7 separate regions of the Mus musculus genome follow, and all the other regions are linked to region 5. The links are chromatin contacts, called in public HiChIP or PLAC-seq and promoter capture Hi-C maps. All regions are on one chromosome and are shown on one strand. Each heading gives the region's core, a stretch centred on a gene start, on an enhancer-like site or on the middle of the called end of the contact. The rest is flanking DNA. Distances are from core to core; before and after follow the strand shown. Region 1 overlaps Macrod2 (mono-ADP ribosylhydrolase 2). Region 2 overlaps Macrod2 (mono-ADP ribosylhydrolase 2). Region 3 overlaps Macrod2 (mono-ADP ribosylhydrolase 2). Region 4 overlaps Macrod2 (mono-ADP ribosylhydrolase 2). Region 5 holds the start of Flrt3 (fibronectin leucine rich transmembrane protein 3). Region 6 overlaps Macrod2 (mono-ADP ribosylhydrolase 2). Region 7 overlaps Macrod2 (mono-ADP ribosylhydrolase 2).

Region 1 (2,758 bases), core at 137-2,636, 630 kb after region 5:
AAACTATCTTGCTCCTGGATTTCCATGTATTATATCATGGTCCCCACCTTCTTGTGACTCCATTGAAAGCTGTGAGCCACCTTCTACATTGAAAGCTGTGAGCTGACAACTCAAAATGTCTGATAACTGCTGTTGGCCACAAAAGCCCTTGCATCTCAGTTGTAAAGAATGGTTAGATTTGTAGCAGATAGAGGGTTCCTCCAGCAAAAAAGAAATGGCTGTGTCTGAAAGGAAGCATGTAGACCCTTCGTGTAGGATAGTATTCGAGAGGAGATGCCCCATTTGGTTAAAAAATATAGTGTGTGGGGGAAGAGAAACCACCAAAGCCAGATCACCTATAGAAGAGTCCTTTCTAAGGGCAGTCTTCTTAACACTCAATTAGTAGGGGCTGGCTATGCAGACCTGCAATTTTCTCATGCCTTTCAAAAGCCACTGCCTGAGGGATAGAAGGAGAATGGCCCAGCACTCAACTCTGCCATGGTTTTGTTTACTTTTGCTAGGAGATATTACCTTTCCAGCTTTCCTCTAAAAACATTCAGAGCCAAATAGTCAAAGACCAGGTCCAAACCACATATTTCACGTTTGCATTTCAAAATGTTTGAGCATCCATCATTATCTTGCCATTGGTTTGTGGTTCAATGCAATACTCTGCTTGACTAAGTCAGCAGGGAACCAAAAGTTTTCTAGTGGGATTTTGTTTCTGAGGAGTAATGATAGGGTGAAGGACATGCTCCTTATTGGTTTTTGTATTGTGACTGTTGGCTCTCATCTAGCTAGAACTCCAGCTCTAGGGATCTGTTACCCACTTCTGCACCCGCCATGTGGTATACACATGCTTGCACACACATAAATACAAAATACATAAAAACAAAACAAAACAAAACAAAACAAAACAAAAAACCCTAAGTTTAGTGTAGGTACAAATGCAGGTATTCTTGGAAACAATATAATGAGCTTAGATGAGCAAAATGGTCTGTTGGTGGTATAAGGAAATCTCATGATAAAAGGGTCCCCCGCTGTGACTCCACGCTCTAGAGACAGTAGGGGAACAGTATTAGCCTTAAACTTTCTCAAGTGGGCAGATTCTGATTGGAAACAGGCAGTAATGTGATCCAGGACTTGGAGATTTCCTTAAAAGAAAAACCTGAAATACCTTAATCTTTAAAAAATATGACATGAAATCTTTTTCTATAATCCCTAAAAGTAAAACACACACACACACACACACACACACACACACACACACACACGCAGAGTATTGTAACACCATGAGCTAAATACCATGTTTTTAAAAGCTACTAGCAGAACCCTGTGAAGGTCAGCTGTGCAATGTCACTCTAAGAAATAGAATACATTGTTTATATAAAAAGGATACAAATTAACAGTCTGTCCTGCAAACATGTATTTGCTCCTTTATAAGGTAGCTATCACTGAGAATCATCTAGTTCTCCTGCCCTGGGCCTTCTGTAAGTTTCTAGAGTTACAGTGATGACAGATTCTAAGTCAAGCATTCCTGAATCCAAAGGAGGGTGGGGTTGGGGGTGGGGAATCAGTGTCCTTGCTGCTTAGAAACACACCAGAATCTAGGACCAATGGGAGTAACTGAATGCTGTAGAACTTGAGCTTTATGACATTTTTCAGGCTACAGAAAATAATTGGGAAATTATTAGTCCTTCCTTTCGCTCTTTGATTATGTCCTATCTATCATAGCGTAGCTTTGCTTTGACCAAATCTAAACAAACTGTCATACGTGTGAGATTGACTGAAAGCTCACTTCCTACAGCTTTTTAAAAAGTATGCTGACTTTTAAAATACACGAATAAATGTGATTATTTCTTTTTAATATACTTGCTACCAAACAGATATGTATGTTTGTCTCTATACATATTAATGCATGATCCAGGTATTATTTGATTTTTTTTCCACTAAAGACCATCTTACTTTTGCTACAAGATAAATGCAGCACCAGCCCATTCTTTTTTCCTAGCTGTAAACTATGATCAGGCTACAAATAAGCCACCTAAATGAATAAACTCTCTTAAGTTCCAGAATGCTTTGGTTGTGATAAAAATGATAATAATAATAAGTTACATGCTTGGAGAGTACTGAGATGAATTAGTGTTTCCACTGTTTGTGGCTTTGTGTAATTTATCTACCTTAGCAGGCATTTTTAAAGGTCCCAGCACTCAAATTCTGTGACTGTAAAGACATGCTGGAGGAGCCATTTGACTTCTGGATCTCATCAAAAGTTCCCTTCAGGCAGCTTTCGGCAAAGTTACCATGCAGGGAGGAGAGAGGAAGCGGATGTTGCTCTTCAGGTCTACTTTGGCCTTTCTAGGTGGGAGAACAATGTATCCATTGGTGATAACCATCTAGGTCCACAAATGATGTAATGAAGCATCGAAGCATTGGTCGCACTAATGAGATGGGAAGCTCCAAAGACCTCTTGGCTATTTTGTTAAGTAAAACCACCACCTTCAAACAACAACAAAAAAAGTTCCTTGAAATGGCTTCTGTCAAAAATAAACTCCTCAGTTATTTCACAGCAGGTGTTCCTGACAGAATAGAAGACTCTGGAATTTCCTATGACTGTCGTTGGCTTTAAAGAACACAATTTAAACACATCTTTCATCATTGTAATAATATGGTAATGATTAAATTCACCTGCCAAAGCCCAAGGCATCTGTTTGTTTCATGGGAACGTTCAAGTGTCTTGTGTACAGACTTGTTCAAGTGGGAGTTTGTGATTGCAAGAACA
Region 2 (2,856 bases), core at 133-2,632, 840 kb after region 5:
TGATTCTGTGCACTATAACATGCATCATTTTGTGAGTCTTGCCAGTTATGGGGCAATGGATTTAGAAATTTCTAATTTTATTATTTGTCCCAAGGCAGGCTTAAGATAAAGCATTGCTCATAGATATTTGCATGTACCTGTACTTTGAGAAGATGCTATTCAGTTTGAAAAATATAAACTAATACAAAAGATCATTGATGTTATAGGAACTAATTTTTTCAATTTTTATTTCCTGTATGTTCAACCAAAGGACCTTAAAAATTTATATTGTTAAAAGCTAACTTCTGATATTTGGGATATTTAAAAGAATTCTTGGGATAAAAATCTTTGAGCCTCCTAACCATGTTCAAGTATTGTTATTTTTATTTATGGTCTATATTTTGTTCTTTGCTATATCAGTGCCGGTTATAATGTTAAATATTAATGATGCTGTACAACACTGGAGAAATGACATCAACGAGACCACTGATTGGTTTTTTGTTTTTGTTTTTGTTTTTTTTTGTTGTTTGTTTGTTTGTTTTAAGGAAACCAAGGGAGAGACCCATAAAAACAATGGCTTATTCTGGGCACTTAATCACGTATCAGTGAAACTGAAGTTAGATGCAGCCCACCTGACTGTAATTTATATCCTGAAAAATGAAACTCTATGTAGAACAGTTACTAATAAGTAAGAGGAACAATTAAGATAATGAAAGAAAATTCCCTTGAAGTCTCATATTGATTCACGTCCAGCTTTGTGAATCTGAGAGGTCATTGTGTTGGTCAATAATAACACTTGGTCTTGGATGCTGTAAAGTTAATAGAGAGCATAAAATACAGAGATCGATATTTTGATATTGGGTAAGCTCATTTATAGGTTGTTTGCTCTCAGACTTGTAAATGAAATGGAAAGCTTCAGAAACAAACCTCACTTCAATTGATAGGTAAAGGGTTTTTATTTTGTCACCACTACCAGTTCTCACAGGCTCCTTCCCTCACAGGCTCCTCCTCTCACAGGCTCCTCCCCTCACAGGCTCCTTCCCACCATGTTTCTTCCCACAGTACCTCTAAGACCTTTGTTCTTTTAAATCAAGTAAGCTCATCTTTCATAACCTCACCTAAGAAGCACTTTAAAAAAAAATCTACTCTATTTACAAATCTGGGAGAGCATGATCACGTTCCTTTATCTAAGGGATATTGGAGAAACCCTGCTTCAACTTGTTCCCTAAAAACAAGAGTGCCAAAATTGCCCCACTACTTTCCCAAAAGATTAATCACAGTCTTCTAAGAAGTACCATACATAACACAAATTCCAACAGTCAAATGTATTTGGGGAATAACATTCTATAACTGCCTCTCAGAAAGCCATGAGTCATCAGGGGACACTAAGTACCCAGAGATGACCTACACTAAAGTAATTGGTGTATCTTAATTTTACCCCATAGAGTCTTACTTTTAGCCTGTACACGGCCACAACTGCAACCACTAGGATACTGTTTTATAAACACTAGTGTTGCTTGTCTTCAACAGTCCCACCTTTGTATACAGTCAATAATTTGGAATAGCATGGCTGGGTCCAGGCAAGTAACCACAGGCATAAAATAAATCAGGACCCTGCTCCCCTGTAGTCTAGCATCCATTAAAAAATAGCAGCTAACAGCATATTTATATGAAAGTTTATTATGTAGGGTACAAAGCTTCTATTTTCTGAATACATGTAATTTGTGTTATTTTATTGAAATATAATGATATCATTATATACTTTGTGTACAACCTCATTTCACTTTTTTCTCCATTGCTATGCTGGGATAGTCACCACTACAATGAGAACCAGGCCCACCTATGAAATAACATCTGCAGGCATTCAGTGCTGTAGATTTTCTGCCTACTTTGATCATATGACATCATCTTTAATACTGTCTGGCAAGAGTTTAAATATTGTTTTAGAATTAATCGTTGAAATCCATGCTTGCAAGGCCTTTCTCGAATATCATATAATAGTCTCAATATTTAGCAGGGGACCAGCAAAGCTTTCTTCCCCATCATAGTAGTTTATGAGTCTCAGTTCAGATTTTACATACAATTTTAATTGTGCCATATTCCTGTTTTTACAAAGCACTCTTATTCTTGTCCTTGTTAAAACTAAGTGCTACTGATTAGCCAAAATAAATAATTTTTATTTCATTATAGTAGTCTGCTAATACAGACCAAAGTATTTCTCTTTGATCAAACTTGATTGGCTCTTATAACTTACATCAGTGAAATGTCAAAATTGTTCAATTAACATATAAAACTAGGAAGCAAAATGTTACAAAGTATTTCAAGTAATTTGGATCAAAATTTCATTTCTTCTAATCTTGTTTTGACTTTGAAATGAGGATAATCTTATTCTGTAATAGTCCTGAATTTGAAATATTACAAATGTGGGAACTGGAGCTGTAAATCAAGTGGTAGCATGTGTGCCTAGCATGCACAACAAGGCTTTAGGTCCAACCCCAGCACTTCCCCAAACAGTTTATGTGTGTGTATAAATGGGGAAAAATAGCACAGTGTTTGAGGTTTATGTGCATAAGTAAAAACAGTTAAATTTTGCGTTTTTAAATTCATATGGAGATTGAAAAGCACAGATTACTCTGAGAGAGTTTAGTATATTAAACATAAGATACGAACCATCGGCTAATGTGTGTATATACTATTATTCCTAGCACTGTTCATGTTTGTGAAGACTGAACAACTAACTAAACATTGTTAGTAGTGTTTGAACTTTGTCATTTTAGAATTGGAATTGCGATAAGACTCTGTTGGTGAGGTTTTCAAGAACCCGTTTATATCATATGATGTCTTATTTACAAGAAAAATTGTGTGTAGCATTGACTC
Region 3 (2,700 bases), core at 112-2,611, 900 kb after region 5:
TGTGAATATGCCCAACTCTGTATGCCCTCTTTTTGGTAAAGAGGGGCATTTTTAGTAAAAAGTAATTCATACTTGATACCACAAGTTTATTACAACATATATACATATTTATTAAACAGTTCATGTGGCCCTAGGCTTAGGATGCAAAGATACAACATTGGGAATCGACATTCCCAGTAGAGGAAAGGAAGGGAAAAACATATTAAACAAATGAATAAAGATGTGATATGTTTTATATGAGTTGTTGAGGATAAAATGAGGTGACTATTTACTAAATAGTAAAACTATTTTGGGGGCTGGTGAGATGGCTTAGTGGGTAAGAGCACCCGATTGCTCTTCTGAAGGTCCAGAGTTCAAATCCCAGCAACCACATGGTGGCTCACAACCATCCGTAACTAGATCTGACGCCCTCTTCTGGAGTGTCTGAAGACAGCTACAGTGTACTTACATATAATAATAAATAAATCTTAAAAAAAAAAAAAACTATTTTGGTCCAAGAAGATAAAGTAATTAAATTTCAATATGTCCAAGTAAGTATAAACATTTCGGGGTATGTACCCTCATGACTGAATGAATCTGCACTATTTTACATCCTATGAAAGCTACTGCTCTTACTAAATAATTTTGATAGCATTGTAGGAGCCAGAGGTTTTTTTTTTATTTTTATAAGGGTAGCCATAATATGGAAATAGATACATATTAGAGAATATAACTGCTAACCCCCTTGAAAGCACTTTTTATGTTGAAGAAGAGAGAAGCTAAATGAATTTCCCTAATCAAGATTCCCACAGTTCCATGGCATCTCCATATATATTTGTTCATCAGAGAACTAGAATGTGTAGCAATCTCTTATCAGCTTAGAGTGACTTGTCAGAGGAGGGTTATTGTCCCATAAATTCAATTTACATGGAAAGAAATGTGATTCCTATTCAAGGTCATTAAAACTACTAAGAAATGTTAGGTCTTATAAATAAAACTTTAATCTGCTAAACTAGATGCAAAGAGAGACAGAGAGGAAGAGCTATTTTCTCAGTAAATATTATGTAGCCATACTTTATCAATTAACTTTTTTTTTTTTACTGTGAACAAAATTTAAATGCCATGGATAAATGATAGCTTTAATGATGTTTTCCAGCATTGTGATCTCTGTTACCATGGCTTCTTAACAAAGATGTTAAATCATTAGAAGTCGTATTTCATGATAATTAACTGCAAATCTGGTAATATTACTGATTTTCATTTGGCATGAAATGATGAGGGAGAACCACAAGGTTTATTGGAGGTACATGCCAGAGGACAGAGCGACTTAATGTATGTGTATAAATCTTATAAAACTGCCAACTGGACGGCACTTTATGATGGTCATAAATCCCCATTCACTCTTTGATAGTGACAGACAGGGAAGTCTGCAACAGAGACAGTAAACTGAGAAGGAAAGTCTCACTGAAAAAAAGCACTCCAGGTCTCTTTCCTTTTGTGGTCTCTTTGCTTCTCTTTCTTATTTTATTGTACAGTATCTAAACAGCTTCCCATTCTTGCTTAAGATTGAAACAATTAAAGTCTGCAGCCTTATTAATTCTGTCTTATTAGATGCGCTTCATTGTGAAGTATGCCATGATGATTTTATAATTAAACTGCTATTAGCATTTGTTACTTTAAATTATTGTTCTGTCAGTGTTTCTTTGAAGTTCAGGACTTGTTCAGGAATCTCATTCAACACTTTGTTTTGGGAAGTGAACAATGGCCAGGAGTGTATTGTGTCATAAATATTTGCATCCTAACCTGTAAAAAATACAGGGAGAGTTAGGTGTGGTGAAAATGATACTTCTTAGGAAGCTAGATTAGCTGATGTGATTTTGTACCTCTTGATAAGCAATTGGGATCATGACCACTGTATTAATAAAGGCTGGTTCTATTGCAAATGATTGCAAAGCAAGAAAACAAAATCTTGGCTCATTTAGTCGAAACTGCAAGGCTCTCACGAGCAAGTTGCTCATCATGGCCAATTGTATCAGAGTCCTGTATACTCTGTAATGTGCTTATAAAAAGATAAAGAGGTATAAGAATATATTCTTTGGGAGTGTGGTGAGGTAGGGGAGATGGGGCTGCCTAAGCAGGACTGTGCCTGAGGGACCAGCCACACAATGGTATAGTATAGAATAGAGTTTATTCAGGGCATGGGAAGGGGAGTTAAGAGGGTAGTAGAGGAAAAGAAAGGCAGTGAGAGGGAGAAAGTAGAGAAGTAGAGACCAGCTATGACCATGTGGAGAGAGGGGACAAGGGAAGGGGGAAAGGAAGAGCCTAAGAGGGCAAGAGAGAAGCAAGGGGAAAGCAGGAGTAAGAGAGAGAGGAGTAGGCAAGCAGCCCCTTTTATATTTGATCAGGCCTACCTGGTTGTTGCTAGGTAACTGTGGGGAGGAGAATTCTGGCATCCTGGAGATGCCAGAAGGACTGGCACCTGAGTTAGTGGGCTAAGTAAGAAATATTAATTCATATCCACTATAGTGGGCAGAGTCTAGTTAGCTACCTAGGTAGGGGGAAAAAGGGCAGAGAAATGATAAAATTAGCTGTTTTTCTCTCCTTCAGAATGTTGGCATAGGTTGTGTCCTGTCCCTAGACTTAAGGATTTTAAGTTCTCTGGCCTTGATCATGACTTGCACCATCTACCCATCTCTGTCAGCTCTCCAGTTTTCAAGTTTG
Region 4 (2,962 bases), core at 327-2,826, 950 kb after region 5:
CCTTTTCTCAGTTGGGCACGGTGGCACTTGTCTTCTACAAAGCCCAGAATTTGAGGGGTAAAAGCAGGAGGATCAGATGTTTAAGACTATCCTCTGCTACATAGCAAACCTGTTTCAAGTAACCCAATCAAATGAATATATACTAGTTCCCTCTATCTGCCAGGTTAGTGTGAAGGCTTTTATTCTAGCCATGCATTTTTCTTATATGCCTCTCTCCTCTACACACACACACACACACACACACACACACACACACACACACACACACGCACACACACACACACATAACCACATACACAGAGGCATGCATGCATACACATACATGCATATCACAATTATGATATGACAGTATAATTTGACTCTACCTATTATGACATATAAGATATAAGTTAGTGTTAAAATTTTTATTCAGACTTCTTCCTTTACCATTTCTCTCATATTTTTCCTTCTTACAGTAACTAGCTTCTTCCCTGGGAATCTATTTCAATCTCTACAGGATGACTTGTCACAACACACTATCCTACAAGACCTCCTTCAGCATGCCTTACTGCCATGATGGAATCACCTGTTGTCCTTTCCAAAAAGGCCCAGGGTGCTTTCCAATTTAATCTGAGTATGGGTCAGATCCAGAGGAGCCAGTGAGAACAGAAGAAACTGAAGACACACCTTACATCTCTAAAACTCAGTGCACCCTCGGTACTTTCTGGGAACATTTTAGAAATTACTTTCTATACTTATCAGCATATTATGAGGTGACATTATCATCATTCCTTCTTTCAAGACAAGGAGGGCAAGGTCCCCAAACATCAAGCAGGAGCCTGAAGTCTTTGGTACAGGTCAAACCCAACTTGTGAACAGGAAGAGTGAGCCTCCAGAATCTCAGCCCTTAAAGGCTCTGCCAAATGGCACATTATACAAGTATGCACAGCTCCCCTTTCCAAGCTCTGATTGTAAACACACCCGTTATGGTTCATTTTAAAGCAGGATGCTAATTTTTCAGTTTATGAGCACACTGTTCGCAATTTCAATGATCCCCTTTGGAATGGTACACTCTGTATATCTGGAACATTTCATCTGGCATCCACTGAAGCTTGTTAATATCAACAACTGGCTTTGTTGGCTCCTTCAAATAAGCCCATTTAATCTATGATAGCTGGTCTCTAGCACATTCAGCATGAGCAGGAGTGATACTGAATTAAGGAATTTTCACTGTGATCAGAATCTCCAAATAATTTAAAATGTGTATGAGTGTTTGCTTTCTGTCTGTCTTTCTGTGGATGAATGGTTAGATATATTGAAGTATTATTTCCACTGACTAAGGCACTCAGTGCAGAGTGTCGATAGTTTTGCCTTTTATACATTAGGTGTCAGGCTTTGTGTTTTCTGATATTCCGGTTATGCTTTTAAAATAATTGGGCAGAGATGAAAGTATTGACAGGTGGGTTGGAGCTTTGGCAATTTTCACTGTAAGAAATCAATCGACAAAGCACCAAACAGCAAAATATATTACTCATTGGCTGGTAAGTCGTATGTCCCGGAGGCTGTTGATCATGCTGGCTGCTGGCTGCATGCCTACAGAAGGGCAGATGGAAGAGCTGGCTGCTCAGTCGTTCCTAGCACTTGAATCCCAGCATGATTGGGGACTCTGAGCAGGGCTGGGAAAATATTTCTGGAGTAACTTATCTTGCACTTAGCAGTGCATTTGCATCACCCCAGAGAGATGTGTTTTGTTGAGATGATTTCAAACTCATGTTACACAGTCAATGGAATGATTAGTATTTGCATGGGTTCTATTGATAGAACTCTTGGAACAATTAATTGGACAGCCTCCTCCTCCTCCTCCTCCTCCTCCTCCTCCTCCTCCTCCTCCTCCTCCTCCTCCTCCTTCTTCTTCTTCTTCTTCTTCTTCTTCTTCTTCTTCTTTCTTCTTCTCCTTCTCCTTATTCTCCTTCTTTTTTTTTAATCCAAAGATAGTGTATTGTAGTCCTGCTGGTGAGGTGAAGGTATAACTGAAGAGCTACTGTGCTGTCCTGTGACATGATGTTATAATTGAAGAAGTGCATGCTTTATTATATTTTCCCTGGCAGCATTGCTTTAATAAGTCCAACAACATATTTGGCCTTGTAGCTACAAAGGAAAAGAAGCCATTTTGAAAAATCAGCATGAAGTCACTGTCTTCTACTTTATGGACAAAAATATCAAATATTTAAGGTCTCCTTCTTTCTTACTTTTCCTTCCCTCTTCCTCTCTCTCTCTCTCTCTCTCTCTCTCTCTCTCTCTCTCTCTCTTTCTTTCTTTCGTTCTTTCATTTCCTCCCTTCCTTCCTTCCTTCCTTCCTTCCTTCCTTCCTTCCTTCCTTCCTTCCTTCCTTCCTTCCTTCCCTCCCTCCCTCCCTCCCTCCCTCCCTCCCTCCCTTCCTCCCTTCCTTCCTTCCTTTTTTTCCTCACTCTCTTTCTTTCCTTTCCTTTTCTTTCTATTTCTTATCTTTTTTCCTCTGACAACTTTTAACATCTCCCTGGGGTAGATTTGGGTTGATTTTGATGAGAGGAGAGCAGAATGCTGGTTTGTCCTTCGTTTTGAAGAGAGATGAATCACATGGTGAGCAGGAGCCTTCAAAAACCATCAAGTTGCCTGGACTTTTTTTCCAGGTTACCATGTCCCTCCCTCACTACAGAAGACTACTCTGTAGATTTGGGCTTTTCCTGCCCTCCCCAATCATTGTTCTACTTCTTTGTTTGTATTATCACTGCAAAGGATGCCTTTCTGACCACCCCACAGTGCTTCACTCACCCAACATTGTTCCCTGCAAGCTTACTGTTTTTCCTTTTTTCTTGTGATCATTCTTCAGAATACACCTCCCCAGAGCCGTTCTTATCTCTTCAGAGTCATGCTGCATTACTGCCTTGCAAAAACAGAGCAAACCTGCCATGCATAGAGAGTTACATATGACTTGAAATTTTGA
Region 5 (2,774 bases), core at 203-2,702:
TACACAGTTAAGGATGAATAAAGGAATAGCCACAGCTGAAGCACTTTTCATGGCTTTGACCATGTTGTTTCATCCCAATAACACAGCAAATATGTGCATTTTGAAGCATAGATTTATTGAGAACAATCAAAATAATTATTAAAAACCATTTGATTTTGTAATTTGGAAAACACCAACATTTTCCATCTCCTTTTCATTCTAAATAAGTAATAAACCCGCTCCCAATGTTGAGAAAAGATGGGCCTGTTGCACTCTTTACCTTTATGCAACCATTTTGTTTCAGACATAATTTACTGAAAAACATTTTTTTTAATTAGATACACTTAAATACCTTTTGGAAGCTTTGTGGTCTAACGCATTTGTATCAATACAATATTTTTCACTGTGTGTTGCAAGTGAAGGGACACTCTGCCTTTGCCATTTGATGAGGCTTCCCTCCCCTGTTCCCCTCACTGCATACATCAAGCACGGCTTCCAGGGTGAGCTTTGTTAGTTTTTCTGAGTGGACTACCCAGTTACTATGCTAGTCACATTCTACACTCGCCCAAGCGATAGGCTTTGACAGTCTCCTGGACTGGGAATATGGTTTGGCCCGGAGATTCTGAGTTGGATTTACTAGTTGAGATTCCCGAGCCCGGAATGCCTGAAGGAGCTGGGGCCGGATAAGCAGTGCAAGCTTTCAAATCTAGGTGTAGCTGTTAATCCTCTACAGAGGCATCCCAGTCTCCCAGCGCAGCTTTGCTGGCGGCGAGCAAGATGTATGCTTTTCATGTACTGCGTACTCATGGGCTGAGGGGTTATTGATTTCTTTCACAGTTATAGAAACAGCGATAGGTGATCATACCACACATACAGTACACACCAAGTTAGCGACCTTTCGCTTTTGTAGCCGAGAAAAATCTGCCTCTCCTATCTCAAACACTCAACTTTCCAACTGCAGTTTTCCGTGAAGCTCTGCGCGGATAGAAATTGCTTGAAACAGAGAGGAGCTATTTATTATTTTTAAAAATGATTTAAGTCTGTAAGAAACTTATAACATTCGGCTATTTTGTAAGACTTTCCCTAGAGCTGGCTTGCACGCACATCTTTGACCCGTCCTGCTGACAGAGCAAACGTGGCTACTTGGATCCCTCATGGAACCAAGCTAGTCATTTCCTTCTAGAGAGTAAGAGCAAGCGAAGTTTCTGGGACAATTATGAGAAAAAGCATGGAAAACACTTACCAGGAAGACGAGGAAAAAGCAATCCTTTATACCCTGCTGCTACAGCTGTAATTCCATTGCCTGTGAGTTGAAGTAAAAACCCTCCCCCGTCTCCGGAGCGCGGCATCCAGTGCACACAAAGCCACGGCAGCTGCAGCCTGAGCGGTCCTGCTTCAGATCACTCCTGCGCTGAGGACTGCGCGCGAGAGCATCCAGTTGACTGCGCGCAGCCCACCTCCAAGTCTGAAGTTTAAAGCTTCACCTCGCAGTGGTTGAGGAAGGGGGTGATGTCATAGGTGGGCAGGACTTAGCCCAGCTCTTGTTCAGTGAGGTAACTGGATAATCAGACAGATGAGCTTTGCCAACGCTAGAGGGGGTGAGAGAAGCCGAAATGAGCCTTTCAGTTTGCCAAAGCTGAGATGCCATTTGGTTTGTAGGCAGCAACTCTGGAATCTCCGCGCTCCCTAAAGTTTACTACTGCAAGGTAGTGATAGCACACTCAGAAAAACACAAGCACGCTAGGAGAATATTTATAAGATCACAATAGAGAAACAGGTGTCTGATGCTCAAGCCATCTGTACCAAAAATAAGTTAACAAAAGTCAGATTATTTTTATTACATTAAAATCGTAACTGTGGAGAACAGAGGATGGCAATCCCAACTAATATTGATTTGGCAAATGAGAAAGCAGGGTCAAATGGTGATTTACTTAGGAGAAGGGAGAAAATGGAAGAACAGTGAAAAATATTGAAGAAAGCAGTCTTATTGGGAAGTAGAAAGGTTTTTTTTTCCACATGCATTTTCACATAATGAAGACTGTTTTATGTACTACTAGAGAGACCACCTACATGTGTGCATAAGGGTATACCTCTACTTCAGAACTAGGAAGATACAATCACTCATATTTATCAGTCTTCCCTAAAATTAAAAGGGTTGAGCCTAACTACATTCTTTTTTATTATTATTATTATGGTTTTTGCTGCCACGAGCATGGCTGCAGTCATCAATATCTTAAAATATCTGTTAGAAATGGTTCTTCCAGGTTTAAATCATTTTAATTTGCGTACATGAATAAATAGTGACAGTTGCAAGACACTAAGATTTCTCTGCCTAATTAACAGGATTCCAAGACTTTAATTTCCAGGTATAATTTTATCATCAGTTTTCTGTTATTTGGACTTGTAAGTTTTCTCCTAAGTAAGTGAATTTAAGTGACGAATCTTGTTTCTATATTTACCCAAATAGCAATCTCCTTTCCCTTCTTTCTTTGCTTGATTCTAACAAGCTCATGACTTTATCCTTTCTAGGAAATGGTCTGTTTGTCTCTGAAGGCTAGTTGTCTGTCTTAGGAGTACATGGCTATTCTCTCCGTTAGCTTCACGTGGTTCCTAACTTGAGTTTGGCAGCTGTTTGACCTTTAGAACTCCCCTCTGAGAATGGGTGCTCTCAGGAGTGGAAGGTGACCCCTCGATAAGAGATGTTCCGACACCTATTGTTCTATGCTTGCTCTCTTGCTGACTTCTGAGGAATGGCCCACTGAATGAAAGTAGGACTTTAGCATGTTAACATCTAT
Region 6 (2,700 bases), core at 46-2,545, 670 kb after region 5:
ACGTCTGGGACTTCCTAGTGGCTATCTCCATTAGAAAGCTAAAAAAATTTTTTACTGGCACTGAGAATTTTATACAATGTGTTTTGATCTTACTCCCTCTCTTCCAACAGGTCCCATATCCACCCTCCCTTTGCCACATGTCCAACTGTGTTCTTTGGAGTATTGTCAACTTATGAGGGGACTAGACACTTAAAGAAAAGTGTTTGTCCATCTCCCATGGCTATCTATAACCAATAACCTCTTGGTTTGTGCTGAGTGAGTCTTTGTTCCCACATACATTCTCCATGTTGGAATTTGGTCTGACTCAATGCTTATGAAGGTCTGATACATGCTGTCACAACTGATATGAGTTCATACATGCAGCTATGATATCACGACATGTCTGGAAGATCTACTGCCTTTGGCTCTTGTGCTCTTTTCACCCTGTCTTTGGCAATGATCCCTGAGCTTTAGGAGGAAGAGGTGTGGTCTGGATGTCCCATGGATGGCTAACATCTTACAGTCTCTATTGTCTATACTTTGGCCTGTCATAGGAGTCTGTGTTACTAACTAGCTACTGGAAATAGATGTTCTCTGATGAAGGACGGCAGATGCGTTGACTTGGGAGTAGTACGATAAATCATTATGTGTTCATTTCCTAATGTATCTATTTAGCCAAATAATAGTAGTATGATCTCTCCTCAGGGTTATGACCTATCTAGTTATAAATTCTTGGACAGCTATGGTGCAGGGTATGGTTCTTATGTTGTAGGATATACCTTAATTTCAATAAGAAGATGGTTAGTTACTCTCATGGTTGTTTTGATAATTCCAAATCACATACTGCCTCCTCTCTCACCTTCAGACTGTCAGAACACTGACTCCTTACTTCCTGTTTCTTTCTTCATTTAGGTTGTAAATGACTCAATTGCACATGCGTCATTGCTTTATGCTTCTCCACTCAGTATAAACTTCCTTTCTGAAAACAATTTTATTAGTCTGGTCCCTTGTTCTTGATAAACTTGTTGTTTTGTCAACTGTACACTTCAGTTCCTTCCATCTGATTTTCAGTTGCTTTGATAACACACTGTTTTTGTTGGTTGCCCTTGGCTGGAAAGTATACTGTTTATCAATGTGTTCTATTCATGATTATCTGGCAGTTCAGGCATAAGATTTAATGCAATTGATGTCTCCTATTTACTAATGGATATTACATCATCATTATTTAGAAAATTTGCAGCTGAATTGGCATCTGATTAAGCGTACGTGATTGAGGTTAAGAGCCTGTGACTGTCTGGAGAATACTTGTTTGTAGTGTGCGCTGTGCAGTGTGTCTGCTATCTGTGGGTTGCAGCTGCCTTTCCATTCTGCTAATTGTCTGCACTCTCCGCGGTTAAGTGGCCATTGACATGTTCAACTTCAGCGTTTCTTCCTACATACTAAAGGAAAAAAACGTTTACTTTGCCGCGATGAGCTGATGAAATGTAAATAAAAAGGAAGCCAAGACCATTTTTATGTAGTTAGATAAGGGAGTATGACACAAATATGCTTAACTCCCTATAAGCAGAATAGTTTTTAAATCAAATACATTATTTTACATTTAAGGAACCAAGGAATTGGTATAGTTACAGTCCATTGAGCCCAAAGAACAACACTCAAAAGTAGGTCTAGTTACAGTTTAATAAACTGGAGTCTTTGGGGTGTTCATCTTTAAGCTCATCTACTAATTCTCATGGTGTTCCCAACTAAAACGTTTGTGAGTGGATACAGTGCAGTACTTGGCTAGGTTTTTGGCCAGTGAGTTACAAGAAGTAGTAGAAGCTTCCTTTATGTACTCAAGCTTCTCCTCTCTCAGTGCTAACAGTCACTTCTGTGTCAGTCTCAGACCCAGAGTGAAGGCAGCACAGAGCAAAGAGTGAAGCCAACCCTTGCTAGCTATGTGAGAACAATGAGGTGTGAGAGGGCTCGTCTGCACTGCCTAGCCTGGTCTCTCCTGACAGGTATGATAAGTGTGATTCTAGCTCTGTGCACCCTTGGCAGGGAGAGCTTCTGTGGGCTGCTTGACCTCACTCCTTTCAGTTCTCTGACATAGAAAATGAGTGTATTATTTAAATGCTGACCTCCAATGCTTATTCTAAAGGCCAGATTAGCATTATTGCGTTCTTGAATAAAGTCATATACATGCATATAAAATGGCATTTGTCATTTATCCATCAATGACTATCAATCATCTAGATCCCTGTTTATCTTTTGGCGCTTGTTTGGGGGTCAGGTCTTGATATATATCCCAGGTTGGTTGAGATTTCACTATGTAACCAAGACCAAAATGAACTCAGTAGAAATTTAGAGGGTCTTTTGTCTTATAGTGCTTCATCCTGGCTTTTTCTTTTTAACCTTACAGGTCCTTCACACACACACACACACACACACACACACACACACACACACACTCACACACATACACACACACACACATACACACACACACACACATATTGGTTTCTGGTTTTGTGTTTCTGTGATATTTCTGTATATGCAAATGCATCTGTGTGTGCTACTTGTGCCATTTTCCTTGGCCCCTTTTATTGTGTTTGTTCTTTAATCTTATCCAGTTTGTTCGCTTTTGTTTTATCTTGCCTGACTATTGTTTAGATGCCTATTTGTTTTTCAAGGAGAGAGAAAGGGTGTATGTAGATCCATGAGGGATAAGAGGTAGGAAGG
Region 7 (2,857 bases), core at 17-2,516, 920 kb after region 5:
ACATGTGTACTATTTCATGGAAAAAAATGTTTAAAGCACTAGGCTCATGGGAGAAAGAGGACAAAGTGAACTTTGATAAAAAACTAGTATGAAATGAGGACAAGAGGCCCAAGAGCAAACTGACTGGCTTAAGGCCACACATAGAGTAGTTATTGACCCCATTCCCTAGAGCAGCTGTTCAGGTGACACTCATAAGTATGGCTCTTAAAAAGTGGCTGTAAAAAAAAAAGAAGAGAGGATGTCCATCCAAGAATAATGTGCCATTTAAGAATAGAGGCCTATTCTTGTTGACCTTCCTAAGTTTGAGTAACCAGATGTGTTCACAGAACTATCTTGATGGTTAAATGTCACATAACAGTTCAATACATGCCAACATGGAACTGTATATAAAGCAAAGTAAAAGAATTATTGGAAAATAATAGATGAGGAAGTAAACTGTTAGGGTGTCAAAAGAGGTTGCCTACTTTGTTCTCAATTTTATTTTTACATATTTATTCATGACATCTAAATATCTAATCCCCACTTATTTCTTTGTGGAATTTTAGATGACTTGTGATTACAGTATAGATTCAACTTTCATATTTTTGGCTTTCCTTGATTCAAAATATGAATTCACTTTTCTTCCATGGCAGTGCATTTTCATCTGCTTCCTTCTTCTTCACTGTTTCCTAATCTTCCAGTGAGGGTGGGCATCAGAGTGTGGGGAGATAGCTTTTACTGGTGGACATTTTATTTCTAATTCTGTGTCTAGTTTAATGACCAGTTCTTTAAATAAAGAGAATAGACTGGATGTGGTAGTGTTTTCTGAAAAAAAAAATGATATAGGAATTTGAGCATTGGTTTGCTATATACATGAAAGTTATTCTACCAACTGAATTATTCCATATTTTGCTTTTTCAGAAATAAGAATCTAGACTTGGATGTCTACCAGCTACCCTTTTTAGTCATAATAACAATAATTTGCACATTCCGCGGGCTGATATGCAGCACCCCAGGCTAAATATTTTACATACATTTTGTCCCTTTAAAATCTTCCAGTAGTCCAAAAAGAAAACACTGTTATTACATTCATTTTTTAGAAATGTGCTCGTATTCACATAGGTAGAAAAGAAGCAGGAGTGCGCATGGACAAGCACAAAGCCAAATAGAGAGTGCTGCTTTCATTTTGCTGCAGATCTGAGAGATCTTTCAAAGGATCTGCTTCCTCTTTCTCTCCTTACATGTGTGGAATTTGAACAGGGCAGTAGGGAGGGTCGAAAAGCTCTCTGGGGTCTAAGAGTTTAATCAAAACCAGACCAGGTTAGGTTGTGCCCTCAAGCAAGCTAGAAGGCACAGCAAACTCACTGCTACTTTCTGATACAATTCTAGGTTTCCGAGGTGCTTGCTTATAATTAATTTATATCTTTCAGAGATATGCTTTACTCTAAAAGAACATATGTATATGTATATTCTGTTGACCACCAAACATTTTAGCCAATAGTTGTAGCAGTTTTTGCCTGTGGCATTACTTCTAACTTAGTTATCGAAAATTAGTATTTAGCATGTTTTACTTGCAAAAATTTGATTGGATGATAATAAAAGTTTATTATTAATCAATTTGGCATGATGTCATCATGGGGGTTATTCCCATGTGACCATATATATGTGATATATACACACACGCGCACACACACACACACACACACACACACACATATATAATACCATATACCATCATAGAGTATATTTATCAATACCATTGATTATTTAAATGAAGTGTGAACACAATAAGAAAGCATAGCTTTTCACATGTCTTTCTTTTAAATATACTCCAGTGAAATATTTTTTTGTGTGGTTAAAGAAAAAAAAAAAAAAAAAACAGCCTACCTGCCTGAACTTTTAAATGTTAAAGATGAAGGTCACTCACACTGGAATTTACACTCCATAAATGGCTTGTTTATACTTGAAGTCTACTTACTTGCCAAATATCAAACATTCGGTTCAAGGACAAAGGCCAACTGGGTTTCTCGATTGTTTTACAAGGTACAAATAAAAGAAATACAGACATTTTAACCTTCTTGGTTGGGAATTTGACTCTTGGGATTAAGTTCCTGAAGCACACGAAACTGGCGTGACTCTCCTTCCAGAGCTGGTTCTGTGTGATCCAATCAAGATTCAGCCATTGCTTTGACTTCAGAAAAACACTGAGTTACTAGAACTAAACTGCTTTAGTTAGGTGTCCTTCTGCCTAGCAAGGAAAACTGTAATCCAAACAGCTGCCTTTTAGCTGACGTATCAGGCAAAAGTCTTTCATTTATCTTGTTTTCAGATCACTTGGTGACTGGGAATTGATCTAAAGTCTCATAGTTCCATATTCAAGTGCCCAGTTCGACATCCTTATCATTTGATCTTTGAATAACAATTTCACTGCAAGGAAAGGCTGTAGGGATTTGGATACCTGAGTGTATTGAACCAATAAAATGTAAAAATACTGCCTTTAGTAGCAGGCAAATTTGGCTGAGTGACAAATGACAAGTGAACTATCATTTCTGATGAAATAATATATAGTCAGTCTTCCAAGGAGAACACTATGCATAGTTACCACAGACCCACTCTTCAGGACCTTGTAGTATTATTCTGCTATCATCTCAAACCTTGGGTAAGAAGTGGTGAATCACATCTGGAAAGGTTTTATGAATGGTACAGAGTAGCAGAATGTTTTCTTTTAAGCAGACCCCATTGGCTATAACTCACTATTGTGGACCAAGACTCTGCTAAGAAATATACTCTGTGTGTGTAACGAAAAAAAAAAAACACATTTTAGACAAAGGAAGCCCTTTTAAGATCATGTTTAAGAACCATTAACTCAATATCTGAG

Evidence for each region. Promoter capture Hi-C pulls out the DNA fragments that hold promoters and counts their contacts. HiChIP or PLAC-seq counts read pairs in DNA pulled down with a chosen protein or histone mark.
Region 1: a contact with region 5 is called in an H3K4me3 HiChIP or PLAC-seq map of embryonic limb bud, with 7 times the contacts expected there. The contact joins the enhancer-like site here to the promoter of Flrt3 in region 5. A contact is called at or near these places in 14 of 39 promoter capture datasets (the 3T3-L1 cell line, 3T3-L1-derived adipocytes, cranial neural crest and 8 more), 2 of 484 Hi-C or Micro-C datasets (bone marrow-derived macrophages and embryonic stem cells), 13 of 115 datasets of contacts at active chromatin or transcription factors (SST interneurons, bone marrow-derived macrophages, craniofacial prominence and 8 more) and 2 of 9 other capture datasets (embryonic stem cells and liver).
Region 2: a contact with region 5 is called in a promoter capture Hi-C map of second pharyngeal arch cranial neural crest, with 15 times the contacts expected there. The contact joins the enhancer-like site here to the promoter of Flrt3 in region 5. A contact is called at or near these places in 6 of 39 promoter capture datasets (cranial neural crest, embryonic stem cells, hippocampal neurons and 3 more), 2 of 484 Hi-C or Micro-C datasets (cranial neural crest and frontal cortex), 9 of 115 datasets of contacts at active chromatin or transcription factors (astrocytes, embryonic basal ganglia, embryonic forebrain and 6 more) and 2 of 9 other capture datasets (adipose tissue and liver).
Region 3: a contact with region 5 is called in an H3K4me3 HiChIP or PLAC-seq map of embryonic limb bud, with 9 times the contacts expected there. The contact joins the enhancer-like site here to the promoter of Flrt3 in region 5. A contact is called at or near these places in 5 of 39 promoter capture datasets (the 3T3-L1 cell line, 3T3-L1-derived adipocytes, embryonic stem cells and 2 more), 7 of 484 Hi-C or Micro-C datasets (cerebral cortex, cortical neurons, embryonic stem cells and 4 more), 13 of 115 datasets of contacts at active chromatin or transcription factors (embryonic basal ganglia, embryonic forebrain, embryonic limb bud and 6 more) and 3 of 9 other capture datasets (adipose tissue, embryonic stem cells and liver).
Region 4: a promoter capture Hi-C map of hippocampal neurons shows a contact between it and region 5, with 30 times the contacts expected there. The contact joins the enhancer-like site here to the promoter of Flrt3 in region 5. A contact is called at or near these places in 10 of 39 promoter capture datasets (the 3T3-L1 cell line, 3T3-L1-derived adipocytes, the C10 cell line and 4 more), 2 of 484 Hi-C or Micro-C datasets (cerebellar granule neurons and cerebellum) and 5 of 115 datasets of contacts at active chromatin or transcription factors (astrocytes, embryonic forebrain, embryonic limb bud and 2 more).
Region 6: an H3K4me3 HiChIP or PLAC-seq map of embryonic basal ganglia shows a contact between it and region 5, with 6 times the contacts expected there. The contact joins the enhancer-like site here to the promoter of Flrt3 in region 5. A contact is called at or near these places in 4 of 39 promoter capture datasets (embryonic stem cells, frontonasal cranial neural crest, liver and 1 more), 1 of 484 Hi-C or Micro-C datasets (the AML12 cell line), 9 of 115 datasets of contacts at active chromatin or transcription factors (bone marrow-derived macrophages, embryonic basal ganglia, embryonic forebrain and 6 more) and 2 of 9 other capture datasets (adipose tissue and embryonic stem cells).
Region 7: a contact with region 5 is called in a promoter capture Hi-C map of second pharyngeal arch cranial neural crest, with 9 times the contacts expected there. The contact joins the enhancer-like site here to the promoter of Flrt3 in region 5. A contact is called at or near these places in 6 of 39 promoter capture datasets (the 3T3-L1 cell line, cranial neural crest, frontonasal cranial neural crest and 2 more), 2 of 484 Hi-C or Micro-C datasets (cerebral cortex and myocytes), 5 of 115 datasets of contacts at active chromatin or transcription factors (embryonic forebrain, embryonic limb bud, embryonic stem cells and 2 more) and 2 of 9 other capture datasets (adipose tissue and liver).

Annotation. Positions count from the first base shown.
Region 1 is chr2:141,296,590-141,299,347 of GRCm38.p6, forward strand. The region is part of intron 5 of Macrod2 (mono-ADP ribosylhydrolase 2); the gene reads left to right. Among named protein-coding and RNA genes, the nearest start is that of Gm25583, 340 kb to the right of the region's middle. Within about 2 kb of position 1,387, at least 5 of the 459 cell types and tissues checked have an H3K27ac peak or open chromatin away from gene starts, as enhancers often do.
Region 2 is chr2:141,511,974-141,514,829 of GRCm38.p6, forward strand. The region is part of intron 5 of Macrod2 (mono-ADP ribosylhydrolase 2); the gene reads left to right. Among named protein-coding and RNA genes, the nearest start is that of Gm25583, 130 kb to the right of the region's middle. Within about 2 kb of position 1,383, at least 1 of the 459 cell types and tissues checked has an H3K27ac peak or open chromatin away from gene starts, as enhancers often do.
Region 3 is chr2:141,570,215-141,572,914 of GRCm38.p6, forward strand. All of the region lies in intron 6 of Macrod2 (mono-ADP ribosylhydrolase 2), which reads left to right. Among named protein-coding and RNA genes, the nearest start is that of Gm25583, 69 kb to the right of the region's middle. Within about 2 kb of position 1,362, at least 9 of the 459 cell types and tissues checked have an H3K27ac peak or open chromatin away from gene starts, as enhancers often do. A contact at or near this core is called in embryonic limb bud, where this site is marked.
Region 4 is chr2:141,616,880-141,619,841 of GRCm38.p6, forward strand. The region is part of intron 6 of Macrod2 (mono-ADP ribosylhydrolase 2); the gene reads left to right. Among named protein-coding and RNA genes, the nearest start is that of Gm25583, 22 kb to the right of the region's middle. Within about 2 kb of position 1,577, at least 12 of the 459 cell types and tissues checked have an H3K27ac peak or open chromatin away from gene starts, as enhancers often do. A contact at or near this core is called in cerebellar granule neurons, cerebellum and hippocampal neurons, where this site is marked.
Region 5 is chr2:140,670,024-140,672,797 of GRCm38.p6, forward strand. It overlaps Flrt3 (fibronectin leucine rich transmembrane protein 3), which reads right to left and starts at 1,453. Exons shown (of 3, transcript NM_178382.4): 1 at 1,223-1,453. The region is part of intron 3 of Macrod2 (mono-ADP ribosylhydrolase 2); the gene reads left to right.
Region 6 is chr2:141,343,081-141,345,780 of GRCm38.p6, forward strand. The region is part of intron 5 of Macrod2 (mono-ADP ribosylhydrolase 2); the gene reads left to right. Among named protein-coding and RNA genes, the nearest start is that of Gm25583, 300 kb to the right of the region's middle. Within about 2 kb of position 1,296, at least 4 of the 459 cell types and tissues checked have an H3K27ac peak or open chromatin away from gene starts, as enhancers often do. A contact at or near this core is called in embryonic basal ganglia, where this site is marked.
Region 7 is chr2:141,590,260-141,593,116 of GRCm38.p6, forward strand. All of the region lies in intron 6 of Macrod2 (mono-ADP ribosylhydrolase 2), which reads left to right. Among named protein-coding and RNA genes, the nearest start is that of Gm25583, 49 kb to the right of the region's middle. Within about 2 kb of position 1,267, at least 8 of the 459 cell types and tissues checked have an H3K27ac peak or open chromatin away from gene starts, as enhancers often do. A contact at or near this core is called in embryonic limb bud and second pharyngeal arch cranial neural crest, where this site is marked.